Linked DNA regions of Mus musculus: all the other regions are linked to region 4. The links are chromatin contacts, called in public HiCAR-type, HiChIP or PLAC-seq and promoter capture Hi-C maps. All regions are on one chromosome and are shown on one strand. The core of a region is the stretch at or near the end of the contact, and the rest is flanking DNA. Distances in the headings are between cores, read along the strand shown.

The links. Promoter capture Hi-C pulls out the DNA fragments that hold promoters and counts their contacts. HiCAR-type assays count read pairs that join an accessible place to other places. HiChIP or PLAC-seq counts read pairs in DNA pulled down with a chosen protein or histone mark. Capture Hi-C pulls out chosen DNA fragments and counts their contacts.
Region 1: a promoter capture Hi-C map of liver shows a contact between it and region 4, with 5 times the contacts expected there. The contact joins the promoter of Zcrb1 here to the promoter of Twf1 in region 4. A contact is called at or near these places in 13 of 39 promoter capture datasets (the 3T3-L1 cell line, 3T3-L1-derived adipocytes, the C10 cell line and 8 more), 10 of 484 Hi-C or Micro-C datasets (B cells, CD4 T cells, CD8 T cells and 5 more), 17 of 115 datasets of contacts at active chromatin or transcription factors (acute myeloid leukemia, astrocytes, bone marrow-derived dendritic cells and 10 more) and 2 of 9 other capture datasets (adipose tissue and liver).
Region 2: an H3K27ac HiChIP or PLAC-seq map of embryonic stem cells shows a contact between it and region 4, with 4 times the contacts expected there. The contact joins the promoter of Dbx2 here to the promoter of Twf1 in region 4. A contact is called at or near these places in 1 of 39 promoter capture datasets (embryonic stem cells) and 4 of 115 datasets of contacts at active chromatin or transcription factors (astrocytes, embryonic forebrain and embryonic stem cells).
Region 3: a contact with region 4 is called in an H3K27ac HiChIP or PLAC-seq map of thymic regulatory T cells, with 6 times the contacts expected there. The contact joins the enhancer-like site here to the promoter of Twf1 in region 4. A contact is called at or near these places in 5 of 39 promoter capture datasets (the 3T3-L1 cell line, hematopoietic stem and progenitor cells, liver and 1 more), 1 of 484 Hi-C or Micro-C datasets (muscle stem cells) and 4 of 115 datasets of contacts at active chromatin or transcription factors (embryonic stem cells, pancreatic cancer cells, stem cell-derived neural progenitor cells and 1 more).
Region 5: a contact with region 4 is called in a promoter capture Hi-C map of hippocampal neurons, with 2.7 times the contacts expected there. The contact joins the enhancer-like site here to the promoter of Twf1 in region 4. A contact is called at or near these places in 2 of 39 promoter capture datasets (hippocampal neurons and liver) and 4 of 115 datasets of contacts at active chromatin or transcription factors (acute myeloid leukemia, embryonic brain, embryonic stem cells and 1 more).
Region 6: an H3K27ac HiChIP or PLAC-seq map of embryonic stem cells shows a contact between it and region 4, with 4 times the contacts expected there. The contact joins the promoter of Ano6 here to the promoter of Twf1 in region 4. A contact is called at or near these places in 6 of 39 promoter capture datasets (3T3-L1-derived adipocytes, embryonic stem cells, liver and 1 more), 4 of 115 datasets of contacts at active chromatin or transcription factors (astrocytes, embryonic stem cells and extraembryonic endoderm stem cells) and 3 of 9 other capture datasets (adipose tissue, embryonic stem cells and liver).
Region 7: a HiCAR-type map of astrocytes shows a contact between it and region 4, with 3 times the contacts expected there. The contact joins the enhancer-like site here to the promoter of Twf1 in region 4. A contact is called at or near these places in 3 of 39 promoter capture datasets (3T3-L1-derived adipocytes, liver and stem cell-derived epiblast-like cells), 3 of 115 datasets of contacts at active chromatin or transcription factors (acute myeloid leukemia, astrocytes and embryonic stem cells) and 1 of 9 other capture datasets (embryonic stem cells).

What each region holds. Positions count from the first base shown.
Region 1 is chr15:93,396,949-93,399,679 of GRCm38.p6, forward strand. Zcrb1 (zinc finger CCHC-type and RNA binding motif 1) reads right to left here and starts at 1,386. Exons shown (of 8, transcript NM_026025.3): 1 at 1,215-1,386; 2 at 222-307. The coding sequence starts at 305. It overlaps Pphln1 (periphilin 1), which reads left to right and starts at 1,402. Exons shown (of 9, transcript NM_175363.4): 1 at 1,402-1,513.
Region 2 is chr15:95,653,176-95,656,338 of GRCm38.p6, forward strand. It overlaps Dbx2 (developing brain homeobox 2), which reads right to left and starts at 1,596. Exons shown (of 4, transcript NM_207533.2): 1 at 1,065-1,596. The coding sequence starts at 1,587. Gm31690 (predicted gene, 31690) reads left to right here and starts at 1,301. Exons shown (of 3, transcript NR_168499.1): 1 at 1,301-1,481.
Region 3 is chr15:93,581,945-93,585,077 of GRCm38.p6, forward strand. All of the region lies in intron 1 of Prickle1 (prickle planar cell polarity protein 1), which reads right to left. Among named protein-coding and RNA genes, the nearest start is that of Prickle1, 12 kb to the right of the region's middle. Within about 2 kb of position 1,282, at least 10 of the 459 cell types and tissues checked have an H3K27ac peak or open chromatin away from gene starts, as enhancers often do. A contact at or near this core is called in thymic regulatory T cells, where this site is marked.
Region 4 is chr15:94,588,314-94,591,317 of GRCm38.p6, forward strand. Twf1 (twinfilin actin binding protein 1) reads right to left here and starts at 1,511. Exons shown (of 9, transcript NM_008971.4): 1 at 1,439-1,511. The coding sequence starts at 1,463.
Region 5 is chr15:95,770,833-95,773,604 of GRCm38.p6, forward strand. No RefSeq gene overlaps it. Among named protein-coding and RNA genes, the nearest start is that of Ano6, 19 kb to the right of the region's middle. Within about 2 kb of position 1,324, at least 13 of the 459 cell types and tissues checked have an H3K27ac peak or open chromatin away from gene starts, as enhancers often do. A contact at or near this core is called in hippocampal neurons, where this site is marked.
Region 6 is chr15:95,789,399-95,792,313 of GRCm38.p6, forward strand. It overlaps Ano6 (anoctamin 6), which reads left to right and starts at 1,445. Exons shown (of 20, transcript NM_175344.4): 1 at 1,445-1,658. The coding sequence starts at 1,586. The region is part of intron 1 of A130051J06Rik (a long non-coding RNA gene); the gene reads right to left.
Region 7 is chr15:95,744,501-95,747,619 of GRCm38.p6, forward strand. Gm6961 (predicted gene 6961) reads right to left here. Exons shown (of 3, transcript NR_131148.1): 3 at 2,747-3,048. Among named protein-coding and RNA genes, the nearest start is that of Gm6961, 5.5 kb to the right of the region's middle. Within about 2 kb of position 1,386, at least 19 of the 459 cell types and tissues checked have an H3K27ac peak or open chromatin away from gene starts, as enhancers often do. A contact at or near this core is called in astrocytes and liver, where this site is marked.

The DNA of each region.
Region 1 (2,731 bases), core at 136-2,635, 1.2 Mb before region 4:
ACAGAGTGAGTTCTAGGCCAGTCAGGCACAGAGAAACCCTGCCTCGAAAAAACACACAAACAACAAATTCTCTTTGGGAAATTAAAACAAAATTGAAAAATTTCCCACTAAAATTTGCAGAAGATATCAACTAAAAATTTTCCCAGGGAGCAGTATTTTTGCTTAAGCTTCAGATTGTCTCTAAAGAAAGAATCCATTAGTTAGATGTACATACAACTTACCCGGTATAAATCATTGTTTGTTAGGGAGAAAGGCAAGTTGGATACATAAACTGTGCTTTTACTTGGCGCCAAGCCACCGCTCATTTCTAAAACGGAAAAAAAGGAGACATTGGGAATCTTACTCCAAGTAGAACCAAACAAGGACCATCACTGACTTAATTAGGGTAGAATTCCTCAGGCTCCATTCATTTAAAGAGATTAGAGTACCAGTGTGGGTAGGGTGTGAATTACCATATTCCTTTTCTAGCAGCGGGTGTTAAGCCTTTTAGGGCTGCGGTGCGATTGAAGAGGGGTTTTAGAGAGATGGAGAAGCCACAAGGCTATTTTTAACGCCTTCTTAGGGTAAAAGCGGAAAAGATGTTTCCCAAGGATTCGCCCACCTCCGAAAGGGACACCTGTCTACCCCGCCTCTTTTGTTCTTGTTTTTAAAAAAACTCCTGTATCTACGTCTGTATATATGGATTACTGATATAGGTAGGCCATGACGACAGAGACTCGGTTTTGTTAAGCTTGGGGTAGTTTCACATTTTGATAAAGTTCTTTAGATTTTTAAATTTCGTGCACAACCAAATCATGAAATGACACTCTATTACATGGATTACCTACTTTGAATGGGACATTAACCTGTATATTTATCAATGTGCTTAGTAATCAACGTCACTGTTAAAACTCTGCAAATTACAGGTGAAACGATCGCGTCGGTCGGCAGCAAGTGTTAAGAACCCCTATGAATGACAATGGACCCGGCACCCCGGAGGGCGCCCCGCTGGCCCAGTAGGAGGATTATTCAAAAAGCCTTAGCTAGCCAAAACCTGCTTGTCGCGTTTCCAGTTTCTCACTCTGAGAAATGCTAACCCCGGCTGGACGTTCCTGGGGCCGGAGCTGGGGTCAGGGTCGAGGCCGAGGCCGAGGCCGAGGCCGAGGCCGAGGCGGAGGCCGAGGCGGAGGCCCGGGCCGCGGCCGTCTCCTGGGCCCGGCGCCGTGGGAGCTTACCTTCGGCGCAGAGGCGAAGCGGAGAGGATGCGAGCCCGCGGCGGCTTCACCTCCGGCTGCCTTCCGCGGCGCGCAAAAGCGCGGGCGTCCGCGAACGCAGCGCGGTGCAGCGCTCCTTCCGACTCCCCCAAACCCCGACGGCCCCGGGCCGGAGGCTGGCGCGCCGGGCGACGTCACCGCGCGCGCCGGAAGTGCCTTTAGGGCGAGCGGACGTCTGGCTTCGCGGGTTTCACCGGCGGCTGAGGCGGCGGCGACAGAGGCGGCGGCGACAGAGGCGGAGGCTCAGCAGTGGGACGTAGGTGAGCGAGTGGCTCTCCGCAGAGGCGCGAGGGGCGCATGCGGCCGGCGGGCGGGCGGGCGGACGTTTCCTGCGGCGATGGAGATGTGCTTTATTCTGGACTCCTAGTGGAACCTGGAGAGGGACTCAGTGGATGCGGGAGGAAAGCGAAGTGTGGAGGAGAGTGAGACCCAGGTTCCGCTTCTCGGCAGGAGTTTAGTAAGCAAAAGGGGAGTTCTCAGCCAGGCAACTTCAGTGACGCCAGGTCAGTCAGGAAGTCTGGGTTTTTATCTTATTTTTTATTTTTTGGACCTAACCGACTCTGTAATAGGCACTTTGAGAGACGGACAAAAGAGTGCCAAAATAATCCACTTGCTGTTGAGAATGTCAGTGTGGCCGGGGAGACAAAGCCCACGTGGGGACAGTTGGAGTCACACAGTGACCCATTCTTGAGTACTGGCACGGACAGATGTTCAGCTCCATCGTCCCGTTGTTTATTACTATTTTTTCCTTTCTGAAAATATGGAATGGGTACGCACTGATTATTTTTTTGTTTTCCGAGACAGGGTTTCTCTGTGTAGCCCTGGCTGTCCTGGAACTCGCTCTGTAGACCAGGCTGGCCTCGAACTCAGAGATCCCGCCCGCCTCGCCTCCAGAGTGCAGGGATTAAAGGCGTGCACCATCACCGCCCGGCTACACTGATTATTCTTTAAGAGCTCGTCGTTTCTACAGAGAAATCCGAATGCTTATTTTGCCCGGTAGTTTAAACTTAACTTCTACCCACCAGCACGTACAGACCAGGCCTGTAACTACTCCCTGGGAACCTGCGTGTCAGCAGCCCGGAGCCCAGAGCCTGTCGTGGAGCCTGCACAATCAATCCTGACTGAAGCGGAGGGACGAAGTGCAATCCACCCAGGGCGCCGCTGAGTTTTGAGAGGCATTAATTCCTTGGCGTCCACCAAGGGACCACTGGGACTAATTCTCATGGCAAACTTGTGGCCAGCCCAAACTCCCAGGCTTCACATCCCGGTTGTGCTTGGTTATCGCCCACGATGTAAGCCCCTTTGGTCTTCTAATTGTTTGAGCCTTAACTCTCCGCGCTGTTTCGTGCTTCCTCTCGATTTGGGGGTACCACTGCTTCTCCTTCCTTAGTTCACCCTGAGCGCATCGTCTGTGCTCCTGGAATCTTATTTTGTCTGCTTAGCAAACACTTATTAGCCTTGTTTTGAAACTGTCTTGC
Region 2 (3,163 bases), core at 346-2,845, 1.1 Mb after region 4:
CAATGGAAACTGCTGAAAGGCGTGTTAGTCATTCCGGACAAACCCACCGGGATTAAAAGAATGAGTTAAGATCGTCTAAGGACGCAGTAAGGAGGGGGGAAAAACAGTTGGATCTCTGTTTCCCAATTGCTTGGAGACTTTGTTAATGGCTGGTTGCAGCTTTACCTTTCTTTAACTCAGTTGCCCAAAGCCTTCCTCCCAGTTCTACTAGTTAGGTTTTCTTCAGTACGCATATAAATAAACCCAAAGTGCCCTTCTTTCGGTAAATTCCTATTTATATGTGAACTTCCTCATTTAGTTATCAATTCAACATTTGTCAGCTATCTCAGCCTGATGCAAGCGTAGGCCTTGATTACTTTACACCTTAGTGTACACCAAACTGTGAAAGCAAGGAAAGTCCAAAGTTTGCGCAACTCTTTTTCAAATCATTAGAGCCCTATCAAACCAGCGGCGAGGTCTCCGCCAGCAAAGTCCGCAGCACCACCCTGCCAGCAACTTTCCCGCAGAAGAGAGGATGCTAACTTTGGAAACAGGAGCCAGTCAGCTAGAAACCTCAAATCCCCCACCCCCTACCCCCCACCCACCACCCCCCAGCTAACCCGCTGTGATCAAACTGCCCAGGTAGCCCAGTCAACCTGTTGAGGGAGGATGCTAGGAAGGAGTGCGGGATGGGATGGGGTGGAGAGGAAAGGAATCAGAACTAGTGTCCAGAAACGGCATCTGCACCCCAGTTCAGTCCTCTGCAGTGGGCCACCCAGGTCAGCACTCGTGCTGTGAGGGGCTCACAGGTGGGGACTGTGCTGGCAACAGGGCTCTCTCTGGACTGAGGACCACCTGAAAGCAAGGCTTCCCTGGGCTGAGGCTTTCCCAGACTGAGGATCCCCTAGACTGAAGTTCGCCTGGGCTGCGCCTCCTCTAGATCAGATCGAGGCTCCCCAGGGCTAAGGCTTCCCTGGACTGAAGTTCCCCTGGTTCAGGGCTCCCCTGAACTGAGGCTCCCCTTGGTCCAGGTTCTCCAGAACTAAGGGTCTCCTGGGCCGAGGTTCCCCTCGACCAAAGCTCACCTGGGGCTGAGGGCTGGAAGGCACTGTCCCGCTCCCCCGGAGCCCGGCCAGGGGGCATCTGGAAGGCCCAGCGCACACCAAAGGGTCCGGCCGGGCACAGCTTGAGCGGCACTGGGCTGGCAGGCAGTGGCCGCAGCTGCGGACACTCAGGACCGGGCGCTGGGCGTGGGGGCGGGGGTGCGTGCGTGGGCCCGGCCCCTGCGCGCAGCAAGTTCTCGATCAGGAAACTCTTGCCCAGACTGCCAAAGCCGGGCGCAGGAAGGCCGAAGAGTGCTGAGGACGCCACCACATCCCAGTAGGCTCCGGCCTGGGCGGCCACAGCGCTGGGCAGCATGGTGCGCGCCCGCTGCCCGGGGAGCCGTGGAGAGCGAGTGCGAAGGGACAGGGACAGGGCGCGGACAGGATCGGGGCTGAGGGGTGAGTCCTTGGCCCTCAGCGGCTCCTCTGGCAGCGTCCGGGAACGGTCTGCAGATCCGGACAGGGTTTTCAGGACTGGGATGGAAGGTGTGTCCGGCCCATCCATTCATGTCATCCTGCCCACAAAGTGACAGATGCGGCCAACAATGAAGGCAATGAGAGTCTGGGCTCCAGCGAGGGGAGGGGACTCTTGCTGAGGAGGTGGGCGTGGAGGGGACGGAAAAGGGGCGCTGCCACTCTGCCTGCCAAGCCTTGACCCTGCTGCTGGAGTCCTGGGCCCTCTGGTTTTGGTTATCATGAGCTCCAGGGTACATGTACTTGGTCGCTGAAGCGTGGTTGTCATCAGGGAGACTCGAAAACGTTGATATTAGTACCAGTGATAACTCATTTTGCAGGTTTTATGGGCGCCTCTGTTTTAAGAAGAAAGGAAATGTGTTTTTCTTGGCTATTTGGCAAAACTCCGTTTCCAGTGAATCATCTCAGGTTTTATAAGATCTGTTTTAAGGATTCTGGAGGAAGGTGGCCACACCTGCAGTCTAGAAGAGATGATGTAATCGGTTTTGATCTAAAGAAGCAGCGCTTGGGGCTGAAGAGGTGGCTCAGTGGTTAGCTATGCTTGCTGCTCTTAATAGAGGACCTGAGTTCGCTTACAAGCACCCAGCTCACAACCCACTGAAACTCCAGCTCCACCGTATTAGATGTCTTCTTCTGGCATCCACAGGCACCTACAAGTGTGCATGCCTACAAAGGGACGTCTTTTCCTTCTTTCTTTCTTTTTCTTTTTCTTCTTTTTTTTTAATCTTATTCCCTAACTAATGCCAGTGGGAGACTGGGCAAACAAAAAGCATATTGGAGGGGTGGGGTAAAGAGGAAGGGAGAAAAAGGGAGAGGGCGAGGGGGAGGGAGGGGGAGGCAGGCCTTTAACTACAAGGCTTTAAAAACTTCCCATTTTGGAAACTATCGATGGAGTGTTAAAACTGTGATTCCAATTAACACTTACTCTCCTTCCCTAATTTAGACAGATTTATTTAGGATAAGACTTCATTAGAGTATCTGCAAAGTTGGAGTCAAATGTATAGTTCTACTCCTTGCCCCTAAAAATAAGTTGGGCTTGGTTTCCATTTACTTAAATGCCTATTTTGAGTTGCCGGGTTAGAAAGCTAAATGTCCTTCTTTGGGGGATCATCGAGATGGTTCAGTTGATAGAAGCAGTTGCCACCAAGCCGAGTGACCTAAGTTTGATCTCTAGAATCCACGTGGTTGGAGAGAACTGGCTTCCAAACATTGTCCTCTGGCTTCCTCACACACACCACCCACCCCACCCCCACCCACCACACACACCACACACACACACACACACACCACACACACCACAAGTACAATTTGTTGCTATTGTTTCAATTCATCTCAATGAGTTGGTTACTTTACTGACACCGAATAAATACTGTACTTATTATAAAGATCCCTTCTCAAAGATCACCTCCAATAGCCAAACCCAAGAAGTTGTTGCCGTTTCTTTCTGATACAATAGACAGCTTTATCACCATGGTACCTGAGCAGAATTATTTGCAAGGCTGGTACGTACCATCAATATACATTCACTTATTGATGTAACCAGCAGACCTTCATGGGATATTTAATGTATTGAAGGCAGTGGTTCTAGGAACATGGAGAAAAGATCT
Region 3 (3,133 bases), core at 32-2,531, 1.0 Mb before region 4:
AGGTGACCCAGATTCAAACTGGTGATTATTCATGTCGCATTATGGAGTCCTTCATATTGCACAGCACTTTGGAGTCACTCGGGAACCTGCTGGGAGATGCAGCACTGTGTGTTGCTATGCTGATTGGTATATGGAATATGCTGCTAGTGGCTTCGTGATTCCCAATGTGGGCTCCTGATTGAGTCTGGCCTCATTAGAAGGTGACAGACATTTGAGGTCTGAGAATCTGCTGCGAAGTGAATGGTTCAGCCGAGCACTAAAGGTACTTTCAGCTGGGTCTGGGCACGTGTGCAATCTATACCAGCCAAGACTAACACAACACACAAGGGACTTGCCTGTGTAGCATGCAGCTGCCTGATTTACCTGGGAAAGACACGAGGGTGCTATCGCAGATCTTTAAAATATTAGGAAACCAACTCAAGTGGGCCTATCTTCCAGCAAACCCTGTCATGGCATGGACATTTTACACAGTTGTTATTACGAAGTGACTTTATAAATCTAAGCGAGCAGAGCACTCACAGGTCCATGTTTTAACCCCCCCCCACACCATGTTTCCCATGATGAGCACAATGGTCACAGTTACCACTTCTTACCAGAGACAAGGCAGCCATTGTTGTACATATATCAACACTGGCAGCTTTCTGTTTAATAACCCTGCTTTTCTTTTGATTTTATTTTAGGTTTTTCAAGACAGGATTTCTCCGTGTAGCCCTGGCTGTCCTAGAACTCACTCTGCAGACCAAGTGGACCTCGAACTCATGGAGATCCACCTGCCTCTGCCTCCCAAGTGCTGTAGCATCCCCACCTCCCAGTTTTATTTTATTTTTATTTTATCTTTAGCTATCACATTGTACTGTCAATGACCTATTTAAACCAACTGTCAGGTCTGGGAAGTATAGACTCCCCGAGCTCTTCAAACATAGCCATTTCTGGGTTTTGAATTGGCCACAGGGAATAATGAATGACTAAAGCTGTAAGTTGAACCTGGCTAATAGGAGTAGTTTTGAGTGGACTCAAATAATTAATTAAACGATCAATTAAATAATTCTACCCATCCATTCAAGTAGCGATGGGGATTACTAGTACCACTTCACAGCTGCTAGTTACCACCCAGCCCCCACCCCCACCCCAGGAGCAAGCCTCCAAATCTCGTATTTTAGAATTAAAATTAATGAACTAAAAATGTCACCATGACCTTCACATCTAACTGACGAGACCGAGGCAGAGGAGAGAAGAAAGACTCGAGATTTTCTAAAGTGACTCATCCCACTTCCGCAAGGTAGTTAAGAGTCGACAGTCATTTCAAAGCGTCTGCTACACAGAACATGTGTGTGTAAGCATCGCGCTGGGTAGCAGACCACGGACATCAACCATGTTGGGTAAGCAACAATGATGTCCATCTACCTCCCAGCTTCTCTTTCCTTTGAACCCCTCAACCGTAGACATGCTCTCTCTATTCAGGAGCTGCCAAGGCATGGCTGCCTAGCAACTGCTTTGGATTCCTCATCAGTCCATTGGATTAACCTCGGGTAGGCCGCTCCACCAAGCCCAGAGTAAAGACCCAGGAAGTATATCAAAAGGCGTTTTGCCTTGGGAGGCAATTTGTCTTACTATAGTTTAAAAAAAAAAAAAAAAAAGCAAGCATCAAATTAAAACATGATCATTTCTGGACAGGTCGGTTGGCTAGGCTTCTTAGAAAGTTGATCCCCTGCCAATTAGTCACTGGAACTTGAGACATTAATATAACAACTCAGGCAACTAGGGTTCCTAGCAAGCTGGTTGAAATCACTCAGGGGATTAGATGTGCAGCGCTGGCATTTAGTTCAAAAGTAAATGACAGGCCTGTCATCATCAGGAGGCCCCGAAGCCTGTCTGACTCTTACGTAGGCAGTGTGGCTCATGATGAAGAGGAAGGCCCCAGAGCTTCCCTTCGGATGTCCATCTAGTCTGACCAAATCCCTCTCTGCTGGGCAGTCCTGGTTCATCTATCACCGTGGGCTGGAGGAATGAAAGGAAGGAGGCACGGCCATACCAGTCTCTGACTCTACCTTACTCTAGCTTTATTCAGACAAGAGGGAATTTTCTCAGAAAACATGCCAGCCAGGTGGCAGCGGCATCTGGGAGGCAGAGGCAGGCAGATCTCTGAGGTCAAGAACAGCTTCATCTATACAGTCCAAGGGCAGTAAGGGCTACACAGAGAAACTAAACCATCACCACGACCACCAACAAAAAGAAAGACCCCTGAGCACCAAACAAGAAAGACTCAGGGGGAAAAAAAATCCTAGTTTCTTTTGTCTTAGTCTTTTTTTTTTTTTTTTTTAAGATTTATTTATTATTATATGTAAGTACACTGTAGCTGTCTTCAGACACACCAGAAGAGGGCGTCAGATTTTCTTACAGATGGTTGTGAGCCACCATGTGGGTTCCTGGGTACTCTGGACCTTAGGAAGAGCAGTCGGGTGCTCTTACCCACTGAGCCATCTCACCAACCCCCCTTTTGTTTTAGTCTTATCTACAAACCTGTCCCTAAGGGGCAGCTCTGTAGGGACAGGAAGCCATTTGCTAACTTTTTGGCCTTAGTATCAGAATGCAACTATAGTAAAGCTTTTTGTTTTCCCTGAGCACTAGCTGCAGTGAAGATTCTGTCTGCTCACAACTACTAAGCACCTACCCTGTTTCCTGAGGGGCAGAGAAGAAAGCAGAGAGATGGGTCTAGAGGCCTCTGGCAAGAGTCACAGGTGGGAATGTGGGTGTCCCTAGAGAATGTGGTGATGTTGCTGCTGAGCGACAGATGCTAGATCAGGGATTCCTTTCTGATCCCAGGTGCCTTGCGCAGAGACGTGACTGGTACACGTGCCCTTTTATAGGATTCTGGAGCCCAGCACAAACTTGGGATTAGCTGCAAAATTTGAGGAGAGTTAAACCCTCCAATACAAATGGGAGACAGCCCTCCCTTGATCTCCCATGATCTCTCAACTCTGTTAGCTATGGCTTAACTCTTCCTGAGAACAGTGCCCCGCACTGTTCACAGAATGATGAAAGGGAGAGTCTTCAGTTACACTGGGCCAACCACCGAAGCAGGTAATTCAGGTAGAAATGTCCACTTTGAGGCCTGGGATACGTGACTTAGCAG
Region 4 (3,004 bases), core at 261-2,760:
AATGATAAAGGGAAAAAGTGTTTAAACCTAGAAGTAGTTTAGTTTGTATTCACCTAAAGAAAACATAAATTAAAGAAACATGTGGAGCATACAGGCCCTTCTTATTGTTACTATAAAACAGAAGCATAAAATACCGGCCTTGGCGAGGAGCAAAAACTAAATACTAGCATTTAGAAGTACAGGAACTTCAACATTTTAGCCACAGAACTCAGTAGCAGAAGTAACACTAGGGTGAATGCTTTCAGTCAAACCCAGTAACAGACAAATTGCTCCATGTTTGAAAATGTTAACAAGTTGCTTCTAATAGTCCAATTTTAAGTTTGTGATGTGTGCTCCTTCATCAAATCATGTCCTGTATCTGTCCATCAAGAACAACAGGATCAAATCTCATATACTGATTAAAGAAAAAACCTGTAAAATACACTAGATCTTACATTTTTCTTGCATCTCTTTGTAAAAAGTTATAGAAGCCACCCAGGAAATAAACATTTAATAACCTATCCCTTGTGTAGTCATCATTGCTTCAAATTCGGTCTTGTGTTGTTGATTGCCAAGCAAGACTAATATTTATGTCTTGTTATATAAAAGGCTCAAACATTAAACAATAATTTTGATATATTTAAATGTCATAAGTAACACGGGGGAGATTAAGTGTTGTTAGATCGGAGACTATTTTTGCCTGCATGTGCACAGAATTAAGTGGTAGTGTCAAAAACCCTTAAAACACAAAACAAGTTATTAAGTGGTCACCCGGGGGAAAGGCTCGGTTAACTATTACGGGAAGTGCTCTAGTTTATATTAGAACTCGTTAAATAACCCCGGGATATATTATTTGATTCCGTAGGAGGTTGAGTACGTCCAAGTTGCCTATTTTCCAACCAGGAAATAATAAACGGCGAGTAAGATACACAAGTAAACTGCACATTCGACTGTCTCCACGGGGTTCATGAGGTGCAGCTACACAGATCAGACTTTGCAGCTGCCTGGGGTGCAAGCATCCAAAGATGGAAAAACACTCCCTACTCGGGATTTCTCCGGAAGGAAGGCACACCCGCGTTCTGAGAGAAAAATCCGGGGAGTTCGGGAGGCAGCCTACAGCGGTGGGAGCTGTTTGGTTTTCAAACGATCTGAGTGCTGGAGCAATCTCCTTTGGCGGGTCCCGAGGAAAAAGTCGCTCGGCTGGCCGGCGGCAGGAGCCCAGCCAGCTTCGGTCTTCCTGCTCTCGGCACGGGGGCCGGGATGCAGCGGGGTCGCCCGGGACATCCTCACATCCTCGGTTCTCTGGCAGCCACCACCGGCCTGTTACGTGGCGGCCGCCGGGGAGGGCCGCGAGGGACACAGTCGGGGCCGTCGCACCCAGAGCAGCTCCAATGCCGTGCGCGCCTCCAGCGTTCCGGCCCGCAGCCTCCCGGGAGCCCCTGCCCCGTGGCGCCGTTACCTTGGATGCCTGTCTGGTGGGACATGGCGGCGGCCCCAGGCTCCCGGCTCCGGCGCAGGGTGCGGTAGCGGCCCCGGCCGGCGGATCCAGGAAGTAGCGGCTCCGCCTGTGCGTCATCGGCCCGCGACTCTCAGCCCCGCCCCCAGCACCAGCCCCGCTCTCCAGCGCGACATAGACCCCGCCTAGGATCCCGCCCCCTGTTCTTTCACTGGCTACTTTCATTGTCGTCACAAGCCCCGCCCCTTAAGCCATTGGCCATGCCCTTTCCCGGCAATCACCCCCCCTTGCCCCCCCCCCCCCCCCCCCCGCTGCTGTTTCTGTCCAGGATGCACCTTCTGGCAGTGGGCTGTGTGTCTATCACACGCCGCAGCGACACACCTCATCAAAATGCTTTAGAGGGAAAAATGGCCATTTTCCGAAACAAACGCTTTCTACATGAAAGACATATCCTTTGCTGTAAAGAAAAGACCATTTTAAGGCGAAAGATAAAACAGTTAAACATTTGCAAAGCAAGATGGGGCTCAAGACCACTCCTGGCCCACTTTAAAATAAGAGACTGTAGAGTTCTCCATTATTTTCCCCGTGATTTGAATCTCAAGCTGTTCACTTTTCAATTGGTCACTATCACACAAAACCACTGTTCTCACCTCAAAAAAGAGAAAAAAAAGTCTATTCTGAAATCAAATATGTGCCCTATCAGGCGGGGAGGAGGCACTAATTCAGGTGACACCCCATCCCAAATATCATGTTTCAACTTGGTAACAGACTTATGAATTTTTTTTTTAGTACCAGAACAAAAGAAAATCACAAATCATCTTTAAAATATATTTGGTGGGGACATGGGGCTATACCCAAAGTGGCGAAATTTCTGCTACTGGTTCAGATATTATCTGAAGAGGGCATCTTTAACCTTTCAATGGGAGAAGCTAAGTGGTCTGTACATTTCCAAGGATGGACTCAGAAGTGGCTAGTAACTGGGATGGCCCAAGATAATTCAGCTTAGGACCTACACCACAGTCCTACACAATCAGGCACTTCTAATCAGCTAGGCAACCTTTTTGAGTCTTGAACAGGTTTGGGGTGGCTTTTTTTTTTTTCTGGAAATTTCAGCTCATAGCACTTTAAGAGACCTCATTGTCCTTTCTCTGGTTCCCCCAAAGAACTGAGTGTGAAACCACTGAGCCATTGAGCTGACCTGAATATCTCTCTGTGGTCAGCTCTACCCTTGGAAACCATTAACAGAGCTTTGCTTTAGGTTAGCCTTTGATTGCTTCAAGTCAAATGTGTGTTCGTAGTTACCTGGATGCAATACATTTGTATGGAAACAGCAGACAGGAGTTACCGTTCTTTCTCACTGTACACTTTTATCGGCATGCATTCCCCTGTGAAAGTTTATTCTATTGTTTATTTTTATGTATGTTTTCTAAGTAGAACTCTAGCTCTAGATTTTAAAGCCTTGGACTAATAAATATATTTATTTTTTTATATTCAAACTCGATTCAGGCAAATGACATAATGACAAGGTATGGAGTCCCTCTTCGAGTATAAAGCATTTTAAATAAGCCA
Region 5 (2,772 bases), core at 74-2,573, 1.2 Mb after region 4:
GCCTGTTTAATTACAGCTCTGAAATTAATAGAGGAAGAAGTAAGGAACACATTTTAAGATATTGACCTAAGCAAGCATTTTCGTAATAGAACTCAGCTGCACAGGTAATCAGCCCAGGAATTGGCAAATAAAATAACTCTTCTTTATTTCAAGGAAATAATGAACCGACTGGAGAGACCGAGGAAGTCTTTGTTAGCCATGTATCTCATGGAGGATTAATATCTAGACTACATAAAGATCTAAAATCAATCAATCAAACAAAAACAAATAACAATAGTTCAAATGATTCAGTCAGTAAATGGGCCAATCAAATGAGCTGACGGTTCTCAAAGGATGAAAAACAAATGACCGATAACCACATGAAAAAAAAAAAACCTCAACATCACCACCCATCAGAAAACTATAAATAAAAACTACATTGAAATCTCATTTTATCCCAGTCCGAATGGCAAGTTATTGAGAAAACTTATATCATGGCCAAGTTGGCTTAGTGGACCAGGGCACCTTTGACAAATCTGACAACTTGAGTTTGATCTCTGGAACCTACACAGTGGAAGGAGAAAACCAACTTCTGCAAGTGGTCCTCTGACCTCCACACCTATACCACAGCACACCTATACCACAGCACACCTGTACCATGGCACACCTGTACCATGGCACACCTATACCACAGCACACCTATACCACGGCACACCTGTACCATGGCACACAACGGCACTAAACTAGCAAATAAGCAATCATTGGAATGGAGACAGTAAGTACCAAGTAGGATAAAGACAAAAAGAAGCCAATCTATGTTATTGATGAGTGTAAGCTAGTCCAGCCACTACAGAATCAGTTTACAGGTCCCTTTAGAAACTATGAACAGACCTTCCGTGTAACCCAAGCAGGCTTGGTGTCACCCAACAGATCCAAATCAAATGCCACACTTGCATGTCAATGTTTATCACAACACATTTCACAGTAGTTAAGTTATAGAAGCAACCTGGGGCGGAGCAATCCCAGATGGAGAAGTAAAGGAAATATGGTATATACACACAGTAGGATTCTTTTTTCTTTTTCTCCCATAAAGAATAGAGCTATGTCATACCAAAAAAAAAAAAAAAAATGGATGTACCTATAGATAACCATAATGATTGAATTAAGCCAGTCTCAGAAAGATGGCTCAGGCCTCCAAAAGGTCCCTCATTGCCCAATTACCTGACTAACTCCACCATAGCATGCTAGGAACGTGAACAGCAGGCCCGGGATTACAGTGACCCTCTGGGGTACCTGCCGAGGGATGCTGTGTGCCTATTACTGTGGTGGCTCACAGAATCGAACAGCACTGTGTTGGAAGGTTGCGGTGTCAGTAGAATACAGAGACCGGAAGAGTACATTCTCTTAGCCTTCTTTCCCAGAAAAATGCCCAGCGAAACCATTAGGCTATCACGGCTGTCGTTATGATTAAAATAGAATGATATTTCAAATGCCGAGGATTAAAATCATTATGAGAATGAGGCCGTCATCAACAGTCGATTCTGGCCATTTTCCATTCTACAGACTCTGCTCCATTTAGCGGTTCTAGAAAGCTTTGTTCTTCTCATCAGATGGATGAGGAAGCTGCGGTCTGGGGAGCGTCCCATCTGTCCGAGTTTGCTTTCTATCACTGTGGTAAACAGCTCTACCCAAAGCAGCCAAGGACAGAGAAAAGCTTATTTACTTACTTCCGTGTCACAAGCCCATCAATGACGGAAGTCAGGGCAGGAACCTGGAGACAAGGATTGATGCAGAAGCCATGGAAGAGCGCTGCCTTGCTCACCATGGCTTGCTCCGCCTGCTTTCTTATACAACCCACGACCACCGGCCCAGGCGTGGCACCGCCCACAATGGGCTGGGCCCTTCCGTGTCAATCACCAATTTAAAAAGTGCTCCATAGACTTGCCTTCAGGCCAATTTGATGGAGTCATGTTCTTAGCTGAGGCTCCTTTTCCCTAACTTGAGTCACATTGTCTAAAAAAAAAAAAAAATCCTTACAAGCATTGAACACTTTCCTTGAGCCTTTTCACACCAAATAAGTGATATAACTGGTATTGAACTTCCGGTCACTTGACAACAGCATCTTATTTCCTAACTTACAATTCGGCTCCTGAGATCTCACTTCTCCAGTTACTGAGGCATGCCAAGAAAATCCTAGGTCCTGGATGCTCTAAATATACCCTACTTTCGTTTACCTTTCGGGCAGTCTTGGGTTATCTGGAAACAGATGCGGAGGCCACTCTTGGGCCACTTACATTTGTACCTCACTAAGCTCTGTAAGTAGCCCTTTAAGAGTCCAGCCCCCGCCTATAGAAGGGGAGAAGACAGAAAAGGGCTAAAGGTGGACCGGCCAATTGTGTTCTCACTGTAGCGCTGAGTACAGCTGAGAGACTTTGGAAATAATGAATAAAATTAAGCTCCAGGATTATAGTCTCCCTTACGTCTTCACTCATCTGGATATAATGCAATGAACTGGCCAATAGCCAAATCCCACTTACAATTGTAAGTATGAAAAGGGAAAACCTCGGATATTATACTTCTATTGCTTTAGATTGTCTTTCCTTTTTTTTTTTTTTTTTTTTTTTTTTTGCTAGATATCTAATTGCTATGAAACTAGTTTTCCAGATTCGGTTCATTCCTTTAGAAAAAATTTTGAAGTTGAGCTAATAAACTGATTTCCTGTCAAGTTTTTTTTTTAAGACATTCCTATAATTTTCCCATGGTGCTTTATTTTTTTAGACTTGTTTTATAGTA
Region 6 (2,915 bases), core at 195-2,694, 1.2 Mb after region 4:
GGCACTTTCTGAGGTGCATATAGTAAAAGGGCCACCCCAACACTGGCTATCTGTGGTTGCAGACAAGATGCTCACCTATCGGGCGGTCAGGTGAAACAGTGGCAGTAACTCCTAGGCAGAGATGAAGCGACCACTGTAAAAACTTTTAGTACCGGACTCAGCGGACTCAGCGCACGAAAATCGCCATGGCTAAATGAAGATGGAAACTTCCTCCTGCAACCCACACACCTCTGGAACCGAGAGTTCACTAAAGCCTTCCCTTCCCTTCTCAGTTCCCAGTCTGTCCTGAAGCCGAGTTTTGCTTCAGAGTCCCCCTGCTTCGGCCTCTGGAGGGCTGGCATTATAGGTCATAACTGGTATTACAGGTCGCAGATGGCATTTCAGGCCATAGGGGTCATTGCTAGCATTACTGGTCCCGGCCTCTCTTCCTCTCTCTCCCTCTCATAGTCTCCTCATCTTCTCAAGATCTCCAGAGTTCTGCACTTACTTTTCATGTTACAAGTAGTCTTCTTTGGTAAAAACCGGAGCTTAAGGAGCAAGGAGAGCGTCTCCTGGACGTTTTCTCTAATTTGTACTGTCCTTTAGTGCATATTCGTGATTAAATTCCTGCGTTATTATTGATCGCAATGTTTTTTCCCTTCAAGTGAGAACATTAACTATGAGGTTGGGACTATAGATAAGTGGAGAGTACTCCCTTAGCACGCCAGGGGTGCTGGGCTGGACTCCTAGCATCTGAGAGGCGAAAGAGGAAAAGGGTAAGAATATAAAAGAATAAAACACACAGTGGATGTAGTAGTGTCTTGTCATTGAACATTGACTAGGAACGGGCTCAGGAGGCAAGTGCTTCTCCAGGGAGTGAGCGACAACCCGGGCACTGCAGGGAAGCCACCATTCACCAGCGTCCTTGAGAGCAGCTGTGCAGACCCAAGGACTTGGTACTCCCGCCGCATCTGCGCCCCAGTCCTTGGGTTGTCAGGGCGGCATTCCTTCACTCTCTACCGTCATTTCCCCCTTTCGTTTCTTTGTCCTTCCTGGTACTACAGTTTCCCATATTGTCTTATTAAAGAGTTTACACGTAGCTATGGCGTGTTTTGTTCGGCCTAGTTCCGGGGCTTGGAGGGCACCCCGCGACCACTCCCCGCATGTGCTCCTTCGGGCGGGGGCACAGGGGCTCTCCGTGCGCACGTGTGTCGTTTTCCTCCCCCACACTAAGCGGGCACCTTGCAACGTCTCGTCATTCTGCAGATTAAAGACCCTCGTGAGCTCATAGAAGCCGGCCTGCCTCTGCGGCTGCAGCGCTCCCCGCAGGCGCGGCGCGGCTCGCCCGGCTTCTGCCACTCCCCTTCCCCCAACCCCCCCAGCCCGACTTCCTCCCAGGCTCCTCGCAGCCGGGGCGGTTTGATCTGGGGCGGGAGCGGCGGCGTCCCTCTGGGCATGCTCAGTCGCAGGCTGAGCAGCGCCTGCTGAAGCAGAGCGCGGGCGGAGCGCAGCGGGGCAGTGCCGAGAGGGCAGAGCGGAGCTTGCGGCCCGAGCCGAGCGGAGCCGAGCGGAGCCGAGAGCAGCCGAGTGACGGTCTCCGGGAGACATGCAGATGATGACTAGGAAGGTCCTGCTGAACATGGAGCTGGAGGAGGACGACGATGAGGATGGAGACATTGGTGAGTGCCGGAACCGGGGCCAGGGCAAGGGGGATCCGGGGCGGACGCCTCTGCGCGGAAGCCGAACCTCCCAAGCAACTTCGGGTCTTTTTCCTGCGTCCGCTCCGGGCGGTGTTTTGGGGGCCCCTGCTCCCGGGTTCACGACACACCTGAGCCGGATTCTCCGAGGCCACAGGCTGCGCCGCTGCACCAGCCCGCAGAGACACAAACAAAAGGGCTGGAGCCGCGGGCGCGGGGCAGGGACGCGGGGCGACGCCGGGCGGAGGACCGTGGCACGTTTCCATCAGGCCTCCTGGATGTCAAAATGTTCCCTCTCAAGGCCTCCAAACACTTTACAAAGTAAATTTAGGAGTTGGGTGTGGCTTTTCCTTCCTTTCAGGTTTTGCTCACAGACCAATCAAAGGAATTTGGTAACTCCCAGGTCTAGACGAACTTGGGAATTCCACGCCGCGATTTAGCCTTGGCCTTTCATTGTGACAGCGGTTTATCAGGCACTCCTCTTTGTGGAGAGAGCAAATAGTATTCCTTTTTAAGGAGAGGAGAAAAGTGTGCCCAGGTTAGCCTTCCTGGAGCCTCACACTGTCAAGTAGAAGTTTCTGATTTCCCAGAGTTGAGCAAGTTAAGGCTCTGCACCTGGCGGCTGATTGGGTAAAGGATGTAGGATGCTCTTGTCTCATGAGACTGAACAGTTAAGTGACCGTTTACATAAAATACCACCCACGGGAGCAGCGTTAAAAAGTTACACTCGTATTAGCACAGTTAGTTTCTTAGGGAAATATTCTTGTCTGTCATAGTGAGGCACTCAAGTGAGATCCAGCCGGAATAGAAATTGACATAAGCAAGAGGCTCTGAGTGTAAGCCCTTGCTGCCCTCAGATTTCAATTTAGAAAGAAAATCTAATTTGGTCTAGCCTCTGTTACATGATAGGCATCATAGGTTGTCTTCAGACCCTGCCAGTAGGCTGGCTTTGCTTTTACTGACCCATGTAATTCATGCTTGTTCCACGAAGTAAAACAGCCGATGTAGTTAACTACCTCTGCCTCTTCTTACTGTAGCCTCCAGTATTTAGATTCATACTTTAGATAGCAGACAGCCTGTTTGGACAGGCAACGTTTAAGCAGGTCCTGGCAATTTTTGGTTGTCCTTTATTGAATTATGAATTTCATGTGGATCATAGTTATGTTTTTGTCCCAGACGTTTTACCAAACCTATGAACGTTTATGTTACTACAGAATTATAAGCCTTCTTGAAGGTTTA
Region 7 (3,119 bases), core at 136-2,635, 1.2 Mb after region 4:
CGAGCTGTCCAGAAGGCACCATGGATTCGATTTCATTAACCGTCACCCAGGCTAAAATGGACTTTTGGATGGTGCAGATGTCTTTAAGTCACACACGGTTCTCCGGCTCCTCATCCATACTCTTGTAAATAACCTCAGGAAACACATTGGTTCACCAAGCTGGACGTCGGTGGTCTGTCATTGGTTCTCCATCTGGCGGAGTAGCTACTAGTTCATGTTCCCACCAGAAAGGGCATAAAAATGCAGAGTAGCATCTTGTCAGTGTAGGGCTTGGAAGGTTATTCTTTTTCATAAGAAAATAAAAAAAAAATAACACCAAAAGTTTTATTGTGACCAAGAAGGAAAAAAGAAAATAAAATAAAGCACAAGGGAGTAATGTTTGATCCTCTTCCTTTGCCTGACCAGTGTCTTGGTAAAGCTATCCGTTGTGTAAAAAGTTCTGGAAGATGGAAGTCCAAGAACTGAGCACTTCCCCAAGAGTGAGCAATACCTTTCTGTTGTCTGCACATGTCGGCTACAGCACAAAAATTCATTCAGTAGCTAAAATACTTTCCCTCTCTTATCAGGGAGGGTAGGAGGGATGGGTGAAGGGAAAGAGGGCAGAAAACAACTATACTTGACCTGCTTTTTAAAAACTGCACCTAAATCCCCCAGTTCTCCACTTCCTCTGATCAGTAGTGGGACTCAAACTCCCTCCACTGGTCAGTCAGTCATCCATCCCCTGGGAATGAAAGCCCAATCTTTATTTGACTTTGGCAGCATCTACTTCAGAATGCTACTGCTCTCTAGTTGGCCTCCGACTAGGAGAATATAACCAGCTTTGCTTTTCCTTCCTGGTACCAATCCTTGCTCCTTCCAGAGAACCCTGACTGCCTCCCCAGCCCCTCTGTTCAGAGCAGCACTGCAGTCTCCTTCTCACTAGGGTGAAGTTGTCACAATGTTAATCTTTAGAGTAACAAGCTTACTCACTCCTAGCTGCTCTGAAAGGGGAATTGGGAGAGGGTGCAGTTTGCACAACCTCCTTTAAATATGCTGCAATTATCCTGGTAATTAGCTCCATTTGCCCATTTTATGCCTACTGGCTGGGATGTAACTGAAGCCCCACGGAAGGAGCTGCACTCCAGCGTGAGGATGCTCTGGTTCGTATTTCGGGCTGTTTGTTCTTCTCTGTCCAGAGGAAAATCTGGCCAAAAAGAGATGGCAAGGAATGGGGGACGAAGTCATCAATGAGACAATGGGTATTGGAAAGGGCAGAACTGAGAACGCAAGAGCAAAACAGCCACTCTCTTTATTTTGTTAAAGGGGAAGGAAAGAGAGCAGAGAGCAAAGCCAGGCCTTAACAAACCACCCCAGTGTCTGGCCCAGAGCCTGGTTCATTGCATTCAATAGATGTCAACTAGTAACACTACCAGCTCCTAGTGAGGAACGAAACCATTGAAACCACTGGACTGAACAAGCAGGTGGCTGAAACGGACGCATAAACACCCAGTCTCAGTCTCTCTCTCTCTCTCTCTCTCTCTCTCTCTCTCTCTCTCGTCATGATGATCATGTGTGCTTCCTACCCCATAAAGCAGGAGTATGCAGCAAGGGTGGCCCGAATCCCCTCTCCTATCTGCACATTCCTGGAGATTAAAGAAGGAAATTAACAAGGTCCGAGCTATGCCAGACTCCAAGCCAAGCACTTTAATGCATTGTTTCGTTTCACTGACCATGGCGCCAAGTGAAGAGATTGACTCAGAGAAAGTAAGCACCCAGGCGCTGTCCACCAGGGAGGGCTGAGATTTAAACTCAGACCCGCTTGCTGTACAGCCCACTCCTTAGACTGTCACCATGCAAAAAAGAATGGGGGGGGGGGATGCTCCATCTCCAGTAATTAATTCCATGCCAGGAAGAGAGCATCGCACATAATACAGTGAGTGCTACCTTACAAACAATCCCGCCTCACCCCACTCTTTCCTGGAGTTTCTCTGGTGTCATAGATACATGGGGACTTCCAGGATACCAACAACTTACGGATATCACTTTTTGTTCACCTCTGTTTTGGCAAAGAAGCAAGTTTTTAAAAGCCTCCTATTTCTCTCCCTCTGAATTTGAGGTCCTCTATTATTTTCTGCTGTCAAAACTCAGACAAACTCTATTATTTTATTAGGTCACTGGCTATGATTTATATGTCTCCTAGGCAGGGTGACTGCAGAAGGGGAGGGTGATAGGATGTATCTGGTCCAGCTCAGATTGAGCTCGCCCATTAAAGCTAGCCTGTGTGTCCTGCACTTGACAGGTACTAATGCGGCTCCTGCCTCCTGCAGAGCCCAGTGCATGCCCTGGAGAGCCAGCTCCAGGCGCATCACCACGGCAGCAGTTACATGTCCAGACATGCCAATCATTTTCATATCTGGGGCACAGAATGCTGTAACAACTCCCTTGTTGACGACCTTCCCAGATACCACCTAGGAAACTCACTCAAATGGCCAGCATGATCCTGAGCTGTCCTCTTAAACAATCAGAGGAGCCTGGCTCCCCCCAACACTTAGGTTCAGCCTGTTTCTAGGCAGGCAAGGATTACTTCTTACTAATCTCTCACTACACTGCTGCTGCTGCTGCTGCTGCTGCTGCTGTGGCACCTGCTTCTCCTCATCAGCCTTCATTTCATTATAACCCTACGGGGCCAGCGAGGTCTACACGTTGACCACTTGCTCTCCAGAACAGCTGTCTCCAGCTGCTCCATGGACAAACGTGGATGTTAAGAGACAGAATCATTGCTTTGTATTCATGGGGGGCGAGGGGAGTCACATTGCAGTATCAAGCAACCAAGAAACAGCGGTTTTACAAAACATGCCTATTCTCCATCCCTATCAAGTTGTGGCTCCTGTTGCAGATTAGCACGTTGTGTTCACTTTAAGATCCAGACTGATAGGGCCACCCAATGAGGTCAAGAAGCACGAAGCTGGTTCTTAGAGAACCTTCCTTATTCTATCAACAGGGCAAGTTGTATGGCCTCTCCAGATAGCAACACGTGGAAAGAGAAGTCTTCATCCAACGTTCAATCACCTATGAAAGGAAAGCGAAAGACAAGAACACAATCTATAATAATACAATCTGCGAGGGTCAAGCACGGCACT